Linked DNA regions of Pan troglodytes: region 2 is linked to region 1. The links are chromatin contacts, called in public HiChIP or PLAC-seq maps. All regions are on one chromosome and are shown on one strand. Each heading gives the region's core, a stretch centred on a gene start, on an enhancer-like site or on the middle of the called end of the contact. The rest is flanking DNA. Distances are from core to core; before and after follow the strand shown.

The links. HiChIP or PLAC-seq counts read pairs in DNA pulled down with a chosen protein or histone mark.
Region 2: an H3K4me3 HiChIP or PLAC-seq map of stem cell-derived excitatory neurons shows a contact between it and region 1, with 4 times the contacts expected there. The contact joins the promoter of SLC4A8 here to the promoter of SCN8A in region 1. A contact is called at or near these places in 1 of 7 Hi-C or Micro-C datasets (stem cell-derived neural progenitor cells) and 1 of 1 datasets of contacts at active chromatin or transcription factors (stem cell-derived excitatory neurons).

What each region holds. Positions count from the first base shown.
Region 1 is chr10:44,277,898-44,284,394 of NHGRI_mPanTro3-v2.0_pri, forward strand. It overlaps SCN8A (sodium voltage-gated channel alpha subunit 8), which reads right to left and starts at 4,882. Exons shown (of 23, transcript XM_063785628.1): 1 at 4,777-4,882.
Region 2 is chr10:44,436,813-44,443,685 of NHGRI_mPanTro3-v2.0_pri, forward strand. It overlaps SLC4A8 (solute carrier family 4 member 8), which reads right to left and starts at 3,522. Exons shown (of 23, transcript XM_054663326.2): 1 at 3,296-3,522. The coding sequence starts at 3,343. LOC129136535 (a long non-coding RNA gene) reads left to right here and starts at 3,648. Exons shown (of 2, transcript XR_008538304.2): 1 at 3,648-3,844; 2 at 6,133-6,411.

The DNA.
Region 1 (6,497 bases), core at 3,632-6,131:
CTATGTCAAATACATATATAAATACACATTAAGCTGCTAAATCCCTAGAGGAAAGGGGGCTAATATATATTAAGCACTATGTGTCAGAAACCATAAGGAAACAGAGATTTCATTTAATCCCCACAAATACCCTGCAACGTAGGTATTATTATTCCCACTTTTATAGATAGGAACACTGAAGCTCCAATAGATTAAATAACTTGCCCAAGGTCACAAAGCTAATACATAGCAGAGTCGGGATTTGAATCTAGTTTTGTCTGATTCCAAAGCCCATACTGCTTCTGACATTTTCTTCTCAATAGTGTAACTATAGCAACCTTCTTGGGTTTTCATTTCACCTTAATCTCTAACTTAGTACTTAAATATGTGTCCTGGCTGTGTCTCCATAACTTCACAAACGGATAATTTTTCCAGAAACCTTCTCCTTTGTCTTTTGACTGCATTTACTTCCCATTCTTGCACAAACTATTCTTTTTCAGGTTAAATCACTGGGCTGGCCCTAACAGACTGCCATACATTTCCGCAATTAATAAACTTACAGGGTAAGAGTTCTGTTTCCTTCGACACCTTAATAGCCACAGTTTTTGAGCACGGTATTATTTTTTAAGCTGGTGCTCGCCAGCTTAGAGAGGCATTGTACTAGTGTTCAGTTCAGTGCCTTATATATAGTAGGTGCAGAGTGAGACTATTTGTTGATTCATTGATTAAGAAAAGGTTTATTGATTCCTCAGTTAATGTGCTAAATATAAACAAAGAGACTTTACGAGTGAAGTCCAATTCTATGAGTGAATTCTTTCACATTAAAGTTTTTTTTGGAACATTTCTAAAGGATTAAGAAAAAGGTAAATTGAGATACAACAATCTGTTTAAGTCCCTAAATGCCTAGCAAGTGAACTATAAAATTAAGAGCTTAAAGAGCTCAGTTTTAAAATACTATCATTCTGGATAACTTTACAAGCGCTTCTTTCCCTCTCTATGGGAAAAAAAAGACTGGAAAAACATAATAAAACACAGATAATTGTTTTGCTTATGGTAGAAGCAAAGATGGTAAGGATGGTAAAACTAGGATGACTTTTTCCCTGTTTTTACATATATTAAAACTTTTCTGCAATAAGTATGTATTTTTATAATTATGGTAACTGATCTCACTCTGGATATACTTTGGATTTTTGACACTTTCTATATAGTATAGCTTTAGTGTCCTTAGATATAATCCATAGGAATTGAATATTCATTAATTCAAGCATGTGCCTTCTAGAACAATTTGTTACATAATACCAGCACATTAAAGATAATTATTTTTCTTTCCATTCACAGAATGTTTTTCTTGCTTTAGGTGGACATGTCTCTATTTTTGCATTCTTTTCAAGTAAGTGCAAGTTTCTTGTATGTTCTCTACAGAAAAATGGTTCTCGATCTTTTCTTGGAAACAAGCACAAGAATGGCATTTACCCCTGATATAGCCCCAATTTATATGTCTTTCAACTTTATGTATATTACCTTTTCAATAAGATTAAAATACTTTGATCACAGTGGAATCCAAATGGAATGAGCTACGTTATGTGGCAGTAAGTTCCCTACCAACGGATGTATTCAAAGCAAAGATCTCCCATAAAGGAGATTCCTGTATTGGGTGGGAGGTGGTACCATGTGAATTTTATGGCCTCCTTCCTATTTTATGATTTTAAAATAGTTTTTTGGACAAATCGACTTTAGTAATACTGACCTCTGCTGTGTCAAGTGCCTTTCCCAGTTCACTATTCAAATCAACCCACAGAAGACGCTTTTCTGATCCAGTTTAATTTAGCCAGCTATCGGATTACTTCTTGTGGAGACCAAGAATATTAACAGTTGCTTGCTATTTGAAATGACTGAAGTGTGCTGAAATAATGCAGTCAGCAAAATGTCACTTATGGCTTACATATGGATCTGTTGCAGCCTGTAAAACATTGTCTCCATGAGGGACAGCCAAAATGAAGAGTTATGTGGGAGTAATAAAATATGATAACTAGGCCTCAACCTCAAGTACAAACCCAGCTGCGCATGTACATACACATCCACGAGAAAGCCTGCTGATAATAAAAAGCAAAAAAAAACTCAATCATGTCCAGCGTGTGTGCACTTCGCCGCAGAACTGGTCGGGGAACTGTCCTTTCAGCACCACAGCAAGAAACCTGAGTACAAGCCTAAACACAGGCAACCCAAAGCTGGACCAGGAGAAAAATTTGTTAAGGGTCCTACAAGGAAAGCAACAGCAACCGTATGGTTGTTTTTAAGGACGCTGTATTCCACTTGATTATCCTTTATTAATTTAAAACAAAATCCTCCAAAGATTTTGATAAAAGTTGACAAAACCCCAAATGAAAACCAAAGCTGCTCAAACTGAAGCCAAGAAACCAATAACCGATCTGCACCATTATGAACTGCTTTGCAATACCCACCACCAGCTCTACTCAGAAACACATTTACATATACCCTGAATCAGATGTTCAGAGAACACGGAACATGCTTGCAGCCCTCTCCAGGGAGGACCTCAATTTCTAGGACAGGGAATGCGTGCTGAACACCAAAGGATCACTACCCACAACCACCACCTCACCAACCAGCAACCAAATCCTCTTTCAGGGAGAAATGAAGGCCTTATGGGTCATGAGCTCCAAAGAAAAATGCTGCAGTATTTCAAGAACCAGGTTACATGTAATGTGCTATAAAGCTTTCAGCATTTTAAGTCTGATTCCCCCAAGATTCCTACCAGGATGGTACCGTGTGGTAATGTTATCCAGCCATTTGCATCACAAATCAAAAAAAAATTTTTTTTTGAGAAAAGAATAAAAGCACAACATCCCCCCCCCCCCACATCTTCTAATGCACGTGGAGAAAAGAGAAGTGCAGAGGGATTTTGAGACAGTGAAAAACCTACCACACCCGAAATCTCCATTGGAAAGCTAAAACATCCCCCAGCCCTAACACACTGCTACCTCTCTCTAAAGGCTCTCCAGGTTCAAACTTGAGAAAACAGTTATAAAAAGCACTCTCCCCCTTTACCCCCATGGCCCCCACCCACACTTCCTGCTTCCATCCCTGACTCTCTGGTGCCCACTGTGCATGCAAAGCAGTTTTCCTTGTGTGGCAGAGCTTGCTCCATGCTAATTATTTCTCCCTCCCCCTGACTTCAGCCAGATGCAATCCAAAGTTTCTTCTACCCTCCCCCCAAACAGATGACATCCATTTATTATGAACGCTGATGCAGAACCTTGGAATCTCCGGACATAAAATGTATTCCCTCATGCTTCAAAAACTGCAGTGTAAGTGAGGAAGAGGGCATAGGGTGGAGTAGTCGGATGGAATGCATGGTTTGAAGAATCCTATTTATCGGGCTGAAAAATGGTTCCCATTCCATCCCAACTCGAAGCTGGGGCCCCTGAAAGGGTCTGACAGTCCTGGCTAACCCCTGGAAAGTTAGCCAAGTCTCCACCGGTGGTTGTTGCTGGCAATGGAGGGGATGGAGCTGAGCTCTCAGGAGAAACTGCAGAGGCTTTGCGGTGCCCCAAGGTACCAAGTGAGAACTAGAGAGGAGGGTCCAAGCCCACGGAGCTGGGCAAACAGTCCTGTACCCCAACGCTAACAAGAAGCCAAGGGTGCTGCTGCTGATGGTAAGGTGGGGGAGGGAGAGGAGAGGAACAAGCTCTGCATCGGGTGGCGTAGGGGTGGGGGTGGGGGTGGGGGTGGGATGGGGGAAGGGGATATTCTCAAAGTGATGTGCTTCCAAATGCAGGAATCCTCGCCTGCCGAGGAAGGTCCCGGGAGCCCCCATCACAACTCCAGAGCACCCTGTTGGGAGGGGGACGAACGCATCCGAGTAAAGGACAGAGGGAGTCGGGAGTGCTGGCTGCGGGAAGAACCCAGGAGCCCTTGGCTTCTGCAGTTTTTAGCAGTGTGAAGCCGGCTGAGGGAGAAGGATGCAGTAAGACATGGGGGAGGGGGAAGGCTGAGGGGCTGCTGTAGGAAGATCCCGACAGCGCTGCCCTTCCCAGTGCAAGCCGGCTAGGGGCCCCAACTCTGCCCGGCACTGAGGGAGGGATGGAGGGCTGCACCGCGGAAGGGGCACCAAGGACGGGCCGTGTCCCTCACTGTAGCCGAGACGGAGAAAGCAGGGTGTCCGGGGTGGGGACTGGTGGTCCTCAGTTCTCTTAAGAGACCCCCGGTACACACAGAAGAAGGAAGCAAGAGTTCCAAACACCTGTCCAAAACAAGGAGAGCAGAGCCCCAGCTCCACGGCCCCTCGAGCCCCGCCGCGCACTCTGCGGCAAAGCCCCTGACTGGAGATGGGCGAGCCCCGCTCAAGGGTCCCGAGGCGAGAAGGGAAACCCGGAGGGCAGGAAGCAGCGCCAGGGCGGGGGCTCTGGGGCGACTTACGGCAGCGGCGGCGGCGAGGGAGGCAGCTGCGGCCCTAACGCGGGGCCCGGGAGGCGCGGCCGGACTGCAAAGGCGCCGAGGATGCGGCGGGCGGGACTGCGGTGGGCGCCATCTTGGAGCGCTCCCCGCGCCCGCCCCCCGCACCGCCCGAGTCCTTGCATAATTGATGACTCGCGCCCGCCGCGCGCCACCGCGCGCGCGCCCCTACCGCCGGGCCCCCCGCCCGCCTCGCCCCCGCGCCGACCCCTCCGCGCGCGCCCCCTGCCCGGGCCGGCCCCGGCCCGCAAGCGCCGCTGCCACCGCCCCCGCCCCCTCCCTGCGCTTCGCGCCCGCCCGCCCGCGCCCCCGCGGCCCACCTACCCCTGCAGGGCGCGCCCGCTCGCCCGCTCGCCTGCAGCGCGCCGCCCGCCCGCAGGCTCTCAGACTCGCGTCTCCGCGCCGCCGGGAGCGGATCAGGGGCAAGAGGGAACAGGGCGCCGGCAGGGGGCGCCGCGCGGGAGCGCCAGCGAGCGTCCCCGGGCCCGCCTCCAAGACGCCCCCGCCGAGCCGCCGGGAGGGGCCGCGGGCTGAGGGCCGGGACCCGCCGCGAGACGCCGGCTGGCTGCTCGCCAGCGCCGGGCGGCGAGACCCGAAAGCTGTCGTGGTGACCCGCGTGCTCTGTGGCCCGCGTCAGTGCCAAGTCTTACCTTTCTCCTGCCCCCCAACAGTGCCGCGCTCAGTGAAGTTTCTGACATCCAAAAGCGCAGGGAACTCAATTTACAGGATCTTGGGCCCACTGAAAAAACGAGAAGTCAATCAGCGGCAGGTGGAGGCTCGTGTTTCAGCCCACAGGGACCTGCTGCCAGGAGCGGGGAGGCGCTGCCTCCCTGACAGCCCCCAGGCCACCTCAGTCTTTCCGATCCTCAGTCTGTCCATCTGTAAAGTAGGCATGAGCATTTCAACCGCTCACTCCACCCTCGCGAGGATCTAGGTAATGAGTGCCAGAGCTCTTGGCACTTTACTGTGCCTCTCCTCTACTTAATATTTTCCTACCACCAATCACAAGAGGGAAAAAGGGTGTAACAACCTCTCCAAACCTCAGTGTTCTCGTCTGTAAAAGGAAACAATCACAGTAGCAACCTTATAAACTTCTTGTTTGTACTAACGGGGAGCATGCACTTCACACATTGCTAACACAGCCAGGCACATGGTATGCTTATCACATAATGTGCCCTCTACAATACATTTAAAATTAGCTTTACTGGGGTATATTTGCGTGTGTTTAGATTGTACAATTTTGACTTATGTGTGCACTCATGAAACCATCACCACCAAGGTAATGAACACACCCATCACCTCCAAAAATTTCTCCGTGTGCTTCTTTGTAATCACTCCCTGCATCGCTCGCCCCCACACACCCTCTCCAGGCAACCACTGATCTTCTTTCTATTACTGTACATTGGTTTGCATTTTCCGGAATTTTAAATAAATGGAATCATACAGTACAAACTCTCTTTTTTGTATGGCTTCTTCCACTCGGCATAATCGTTTTGAGATTATTCAGTCGTTGCCTATCAAGAGTTCTTTTTTACTGCTTAGTAGTATTCTTTATGGGGATACACCACAATGTGTTTATCCAGTCACCTGTTGATGACATTTAGGTTATTTCCAATGTTTGTCCGTTACGAACAAAGCTGTTATGAGCTTTCGTGTGCAGGTCTTTGTATGGATATATATGCTTTCGTTTCTTGTGGGTATAAATATCTAGGAATGGAATAACTGAGTCCTGTCTTAGGTGTATATTTAACATATTAAGAAAGGGCCAAACTGCCTTCCAAAGTGGTTGTGCCTTTCCATTCCTACTAGCAGCATATGAATTTCAGTTGTTCTACATCCTCACCAACATTTGGAGTGATCAGTCTTTTTAATTTTAGCCATTTGAATAGATGTGTAGTTTTATCTCGCTGTGGGTCTGTCGTCCATTTCACTAGTGACTAAAGATGTTGAACATCTTTTCATGGACTTGTCATCTGTAAATCCTCCTGGCGAAGTGTCTCTTCAAGTCTTTAGCCTATTTAAAAATTGGTGGGTTTTTTTCTTGT
Region 2 (6,873 bases), core at 2,272-4,771, 160 kb after region 1:
GTCCCCTGCCCTCAAGAAGCTTCTAACTGAGATGATAATAAACAAGAAGCCAAAAGAAGAATATTTCAGGTAAGTCATATGTTATAAGAAAATAAAACAGGACCATCTTAAAGAGAGTGACTGGGATGAAGGTTCAGAGAAAGCCACTCTAAGGAAGTGACATTCTAGTTGAATCATGAGAAGGCCTGGGTAAAACAGCATCCTGGGCAGAGGGAATGACAGGCACAAGACCCACCTGAGGTATGCAAGACTCACTGTATTGAAGAAACAGAAAGCCAGAGGAGGTGCAAGAAAGAGAGTGGAGGAGAGGCAGTCCTGGGAGGGTGGACAAGAGCCTGATTGCATTCAGGCTTGGTAGGCCATGATAAAGAGTTTGGATTTTATTCTAAAAGGCACCAGGAAGCCACTGAAGGGTTTCAAGATAAGACGTGACATGATCTGATTTGTGTTTTTAAAAGCTCCCTGTGGCTGCCATGTGGAGAGTAGTCTTACAGAAGGGCAAGAAAGAAAGCAGAGGGAACTGTTAGAAGGCTAGGACAGTAGCTCACACCTTCCAAAACAGCACAGCCTTATGATATTTAGAGGTGATGTCTGGAACCTCTCTGTTTACATCAAGTTACACAATCTGCTCACTTTACAAGGCCCATCTCCACACAGCCTAGTTAGCACATAGAAGGTTTAATTGGTCATTGCCAGTCAGTTGACTGTCTCTCCCCCAAGTCATCCCCATTTCCTTTCCTCCTTCTACCCTCATTCTCTTTTCCTCCCTATCTCTCAAATTTCCATTTGCCTATTACCTGACTCCAGCCTTCATGAGGTCCTACTGTTCCCATTGTATTCCTTTTCTTCTCCTCACCCTACCACCCAAGAAAGTTTCACAAACTAGATATAAAGGAGATATTTTCTATCCTACTCCAGAAGTACTCAAGAATTACTAATTTCACAGAACACTAACAGAAACCTAAGGGTCATGATGCCCTCAATAATACAACCTGTAAACATTCTGCATGTTAAGGACACTGTATCCTCACATTCATTCCAACCTATTCTCCCCACTGCAGCCAAAGAAATCTTTCAGTAGGAAAATCTGGGCCGGGCACGGTGGCTCACGTCTGTAATCCCAGCACTTTGGGAGGCCGAGGCGGGCAGATCACGAGGTCAGGAGATCAAGACCATCCTAGCTAACACGGTGAAACCCCGTCTCTACTAAAAATACAAAAAATTAGCCAGGCGTGGTGGCAGGCGCCTGTAGTCCCAGCTACTCCGGAGACCGAGGCAGGAGAATGGCGTGAACCTGGGAGGCGGAGCTTGTAGTGAGTGGAGATCGCACCACTGCACTCCAGCCTGGGCGACAGAGCAAGACTCCATCTCAAAAAAAAAAAAAAAAAAAAGAAAGAAAAAAAAAGAAAATCTGTTCATGATCTCATTTGCTCTCTCATGCCCTCTCTCTCTCTCCCGGTTAGGAGAGACCCCCTCTCTCCCCTTTCCCCTCTACTTAAACCCCTTCAGTGGCTTCCCCTTGTTCCTCAGATAAATGTCAACTTCCTCAGCATGGGCTCCAAATGGCCCTGTGTGTTATAACCCCAGAACACATCTCATATACCATTCCCCTCATCGCTCCTTGTTGCTGCACCACACTGGCCTTATTTCAGGTCTCTAACCAGGTGTGTCCCCCTCTGCCACAGGTCTTTTGTGTAGCTGTTCTCTTTGCCTCTCAGGCCCTGTGATCCCCCTCTTCCCTCAGTTAACATTTATTCATCCTTTAGCTCTTTGCCCAGATTTTCTTCCTTAGCAAAATCTTCTCTGAGACCATGTCTGGAACCACTGTTATACACGCTTACGGCACTGCCTATCTTTCTTCAAAGCATTTATCACAGTTTATGATATTTATTTGTGTGATATTTGATTAAAAATAGTACTTCTCCCCTCCCCCACTAAATGATACGCTCCAGGAGGGCAAGAACATTGCCTATTTTTTCTTACCATTGTATCCCAAACAGAGATTGAATACATTTAATAGGCTTTAAGGGGGTTAGATATGCATTTTCCAAAATCTTAGATATTGTTCTTTTCAGACAGAGCAAGGAAAGAAGGATGTATCTTCTATTAATAGTAGCAAACTATTAACCAGGAAGAAGAGGAGAGAGTCAGTGTCTGATATTCATTTTGTTGCAAACTCAGGATATTTTCCCTGCCTCCTCCGGGAAACCATCCCTGAGGTCAACATGGCACTTGTTTCCAAGACGTGTCATCCTCCCTGAGATGGCCCATTACCCTCTTCAGAGCCCTGTACTTCAGACTTGCCTCCTCTTCCAGCCCTCTTTCCAAGGCAGAAACCACACCATCTGATTGCACAGGAAACGGGGAGTGAGAATTCAGTGGGCTGCCACTCATTCACTAAGTGTCACACAATAAACATTACTCCACAAAGCCCTTTCACAAACAGCACTTCGTCTGATCCTCAAAACAACCCTGTGAAGCAAACAAAAAAGACATAACTATTCCCATTTTAATAGCTGGGGAAACTGAGGTTCAAAGAGGCAAGTGACTTACTCAAGGTCACAAAGTTTGTGTGAGGCAGAGGTAGGATTTCAAACTACAGACTCTAACACTTAGTCCAATGCTTTTCCTTACATTAGCCGCCCCAACAGTTCTAATACCAGTTACTTAACCTTGGTTTTTTAATTCCCTTAAATAAGCACCTGTTCCTGACCCCTCCACACATCCTCAGCCCAGTTTGCAGTCCCTACCCAGAAGTTTTCAGGTGTCTGTTCAATGGGGCAGAGGGAGTCACAAACCGGGTCACCCTATCAGGGATTGGTCCCAGCCTCCAGAGTCTTTTCTGGCTTTTCCTCTGAACCACTGAGGAACCAGGAACCCCCAGAAATAAAAACACAAAGAGAAGACGTGCCCCACCAGAGCAAGGTCCCTGCTACCCTTTCTGCCCACGTTCTGGCAGGACAACGCGAGGCCAGACGCCGGCCCCTTCCAACAGAAAGACGCGAGGAGGACAAGAGGTCGCCGCCCGCCGGCTGTCAGGGCTCCTGGGCGGGCGGCGCAAGGGATGCGGCAGAGATGGGCCAGATCCCAGGTTTGGCCCAAGGTCACTCTCTCGCAGCCCTGGCCTGGTCCCCAACCGCCCGGAGCGCCCCCTGGTGTCCCGGGCTGGCCTCCCCTCGCCCTCAGGGAGCGGCCTGGGAAGCCTGGGCTCGGGGGCAGAAGGAAGGAGGGTGGGCAGAGGATGAGGAGGCTGCGCCCCGGGGAGGAGCGGGAGGCGCGGGAGGCGGGGCCCTACCTGATAGCTGAGGACGCCGTCCGGCTCGTTACTCCCGGCGGCCGGCATGGCGGAGCCGAACTAGGTCTCCCCCACGGGCTCCAAGCCAAGCATCAGCAGCCCGCGCCCTCTGGTCGGATCTGAGCAGATCACTCGAACGGCGACCCCTACCCCGGAGCCAACGGTCAACCATCAACCGCCGCCGCCTCCATAGCCACCGGCCCGCGAGGCATCCGCCGCAACCAATCAGCGAGAGGCCTGCGCAGCCAATCAGGGCGCGGAGCACGGGAGGACGCTGTCCGGCGGTACCCTGGGCTACCGCGGGGAGGGGGAGGAGCCGGGGAGCCAACCGCTCCCGGGCCCGGTTGCCTTGGAAACCGCCTCCCTCCCTTCAGGGGCCTCTGGGCGTGAAGGTCCTTCCAACTGCTTGCTAGAAAATCTCTGCTTCTATTTGCAGCTGCACCTGACCCTTGAAAACTGGGAAAGTGTCGGTTTTGCCTATTCTGATTTCATTCCTTGGGAGATGATGTTTAAATTCCGGGGAAACATCCTTCGCGATTGCAGGAGGAGGTAATTGCGGATGAGGGGAGAGGGCCTTCTAAAATTAATTGTTTTTCCTTGAGCTAATGGCCAGATTAAAGAGCATTAAATTGAAGAAGGCAGGCAGTGTCAGGCCCCCTCACAGTCTCACTATGACTTAGGTCTTCTTCTTGAGTCTCAAGTCAGAAGCAAAACACACGGACAGGGTTGAGCTAAGGATGACTGTTGAAGCAATTCCACAAAAAGGCTTCGAACTTTTCCAGGAAATGATCTAAGGCAAATTATTATTTAGCAACAGAACTACTGACCTAACACAAGGTTAGAATATCATGAATAATGCATTAAATTTGATTTGGATTTATAAGAAAAGAGAGGCTGGCTAAAATCGAAGCAACCCTCTCTCCTCAAGAAAAAGAAAGGTATCTTTTGGGTTTTTTTTGGTTTTTTTTTTTTTTTTTGGAGACGAAGTTTCACTCTTGTTGCCCAGGCTGGAGTGCAATGGCGTGTTCTTGGATCACTGCAACCTCCGCCTATCCAGTTCAAGCGATTCTCCTGCCTCAGCCTCCTGAGTAGCTGGGATTACAGGTCCCCACCACCACGCCCAGCTGATTTTTTTGTATTTGTAGTAGAGACGGGGTTTCACCATGCTGGCCAGGCTGGTCTGGAACTCCTGACCTCAGGTGATCTGCCCGCCTCAGCCTCCCAAGGTGCTGGGATTACAGGCGTGAGCCATGGCACCCGGCCATGGGGCCTTTTGTTTTATATGCACTATCATACCAGACTTCAGGTAGGTCCAAATTGGGGTCAGGGGAAGAATTGTTGCAAATAATTCTCAGCCCCTAAAGAAGCTACAGTTGGGGAAGGTAGTCTGATACATGTTAAAAGTTTCCACCCCTGCTTACCATCCTTTGTGTTGGTCCTGAAATTGGAAACAAGGTTGGGCTTCAGTATCCCTGAAGCAGAATTGTATTTCTGATGTCCTGTATAAGCCTCCTGTCTAGTCTCTGCGTTTTAGTGTTCATTGCCACACACTCCATCAATCTCTTTACTAATCCTGTCATCTTGAATCTGGAATTCACATCCTACCCTCATCCCCATTTTTGTCCATCAAAATCTTAACCATCCTTCAAAGTTAATCTCAAAAGCCACCCTCTTCCAAGAAGCCTTTCTTTATTCTACTGTCCCTGATACCCCTAACAGATGTCATCTCACCCTCCCCAGAATTCTCAAGGCACTTCATACCTTTCTTATAGCAGTTGTCATGCTGTGGTTATTTAAGTACTTTATATGTTGACTTTAGCTTACTAAAATATTATAAGTTCTTTGAAAGCAATGATTATTTTTCTTATGCCCTTCTGTATACTCAACAGAGCCTCAACCAATCCCAGGCACATAGAAAGTACTTAGTAAATATGAATGCTTTTAATTCAATCTAATAAAAAATGTATTGAACACCTACTAATGAACAGGCCCAAGTAACACTGTAGAGGCAGAGAAATCTAAAATATATATCTCCAAGGGAGCTTAACAGGCTTATCAGGGAAACAGGATATATGTTAATGAGTAATATTATATAAACCATGAAGATTGCAAAAATTCAGAAGAGAAAATGATCTTCAGGAAGGTTTCACAGAGGACATAGATTTGAGTTAAGTCTGAAAACATGGGTAAGATTTAGCTGACCCAAGGTAAGAAGAGCAAGCATCTCAAGTCTTAGGCAAAGACTTAAGAATAATAATGCACATGGCCCATTCAGGGTAGCCACAATTTGGGCCAAAGCAGAAAGTTATTGAGAAGAGCAGTGGGAGGTAATAGTTGTGATAGAGAAAGGCTGTGGGCTGGGCATGGTGGCTCACACTTGTAATCCCAGCACTTTGGGAGGCCAAGACAGATGGATCCCTTGAACCCAACAGTTCAAGACCAACTTGGGCCAACATGTAGAAATTCCATCTCTATTTTTAAAATACAAAAAAATTAGCCAGGCATGGTGGCATGCACCTGCAGTCCCAGCCCCTCAGGAAGCTGAAGTGGGAGGATCACCTGAGCCCAGGAGAGGCTTCAGTATACCACTCCACTCCAGCCGAGGTGACAGAGTGAGACCCTGTCTCAAAAAAATAAAAAATAAATAAAATAAAAGGCCATGATCAAATTGTGGAGATCTGGCTAATTCATTCAGACTTTATTTTTCTTATATGATAAAAAGCAGGATGCTGAAGGCTTTAGGGAAAACTTCCACACACCAGAACCTGGGTTTAGTGGTATAAATGCATTGTGTCATTTAATAGTCATAATGTCTCTACTCTTTTTCTATTTCACAGGTAAAAAACTGAGGCTCAGTGAAGTTAAGCAACTTACTCAAGGTCAGGCAGTCATGAAGCTGGGATTCCATCATTCATCTATTAATTCAAAACACTTTTGCTGAGAACCTATGTATCGTGCCCTATGTTAGGTGTTGGGAAAACAGCAATTAAGACAGTGTCCTTGGCCTCATAAGCCTTACAATCAAGTGGGAGAAAGTAAACAAGTCATCAAACAAGATAATCGCTAGTTATAATCACTACTGTTAAGTAAATAAAGGGTTATGTGATCAAGAGTAACTGGCATGGGATAGGGAGAGCTTCTCTGAGGAGGTGGGGAAAGATTCACCTGAGGAGACGAGTCAAGAACAAGCTCTCTGATTCTAGAGTTCTTGACCACTATGTTGTATTGGCCTATAAAAATTGTACCATCTCCAAAATCTGCCCTTAGGGGAGAATGGATTAGAGGGGGAAACCTGAGGCAGGGCGTCAGAAAGACTGACTCTAGCAACGTGGTAATTCAGGAGCCAAGGATGGTGGCCAAAGGAAAGATGTGCCCACATCCCCCACTCCCCTGGAAGGCAAGTCCCAGCCATGGCAGAAGTGGAGTAGGTAGGGTAGGGAAAGGAATTGAGAAGTAGTGGTGATTCCTGGGAGGACTGGTGGATCTGACTTCTCTCCAGTACAAATGTGGAAAAAGTCAGAGCCTCTGGCCCTTGACTCCAGGGTCAAGAGCCCCATCTTCTGGCCTATTGTGCAAAT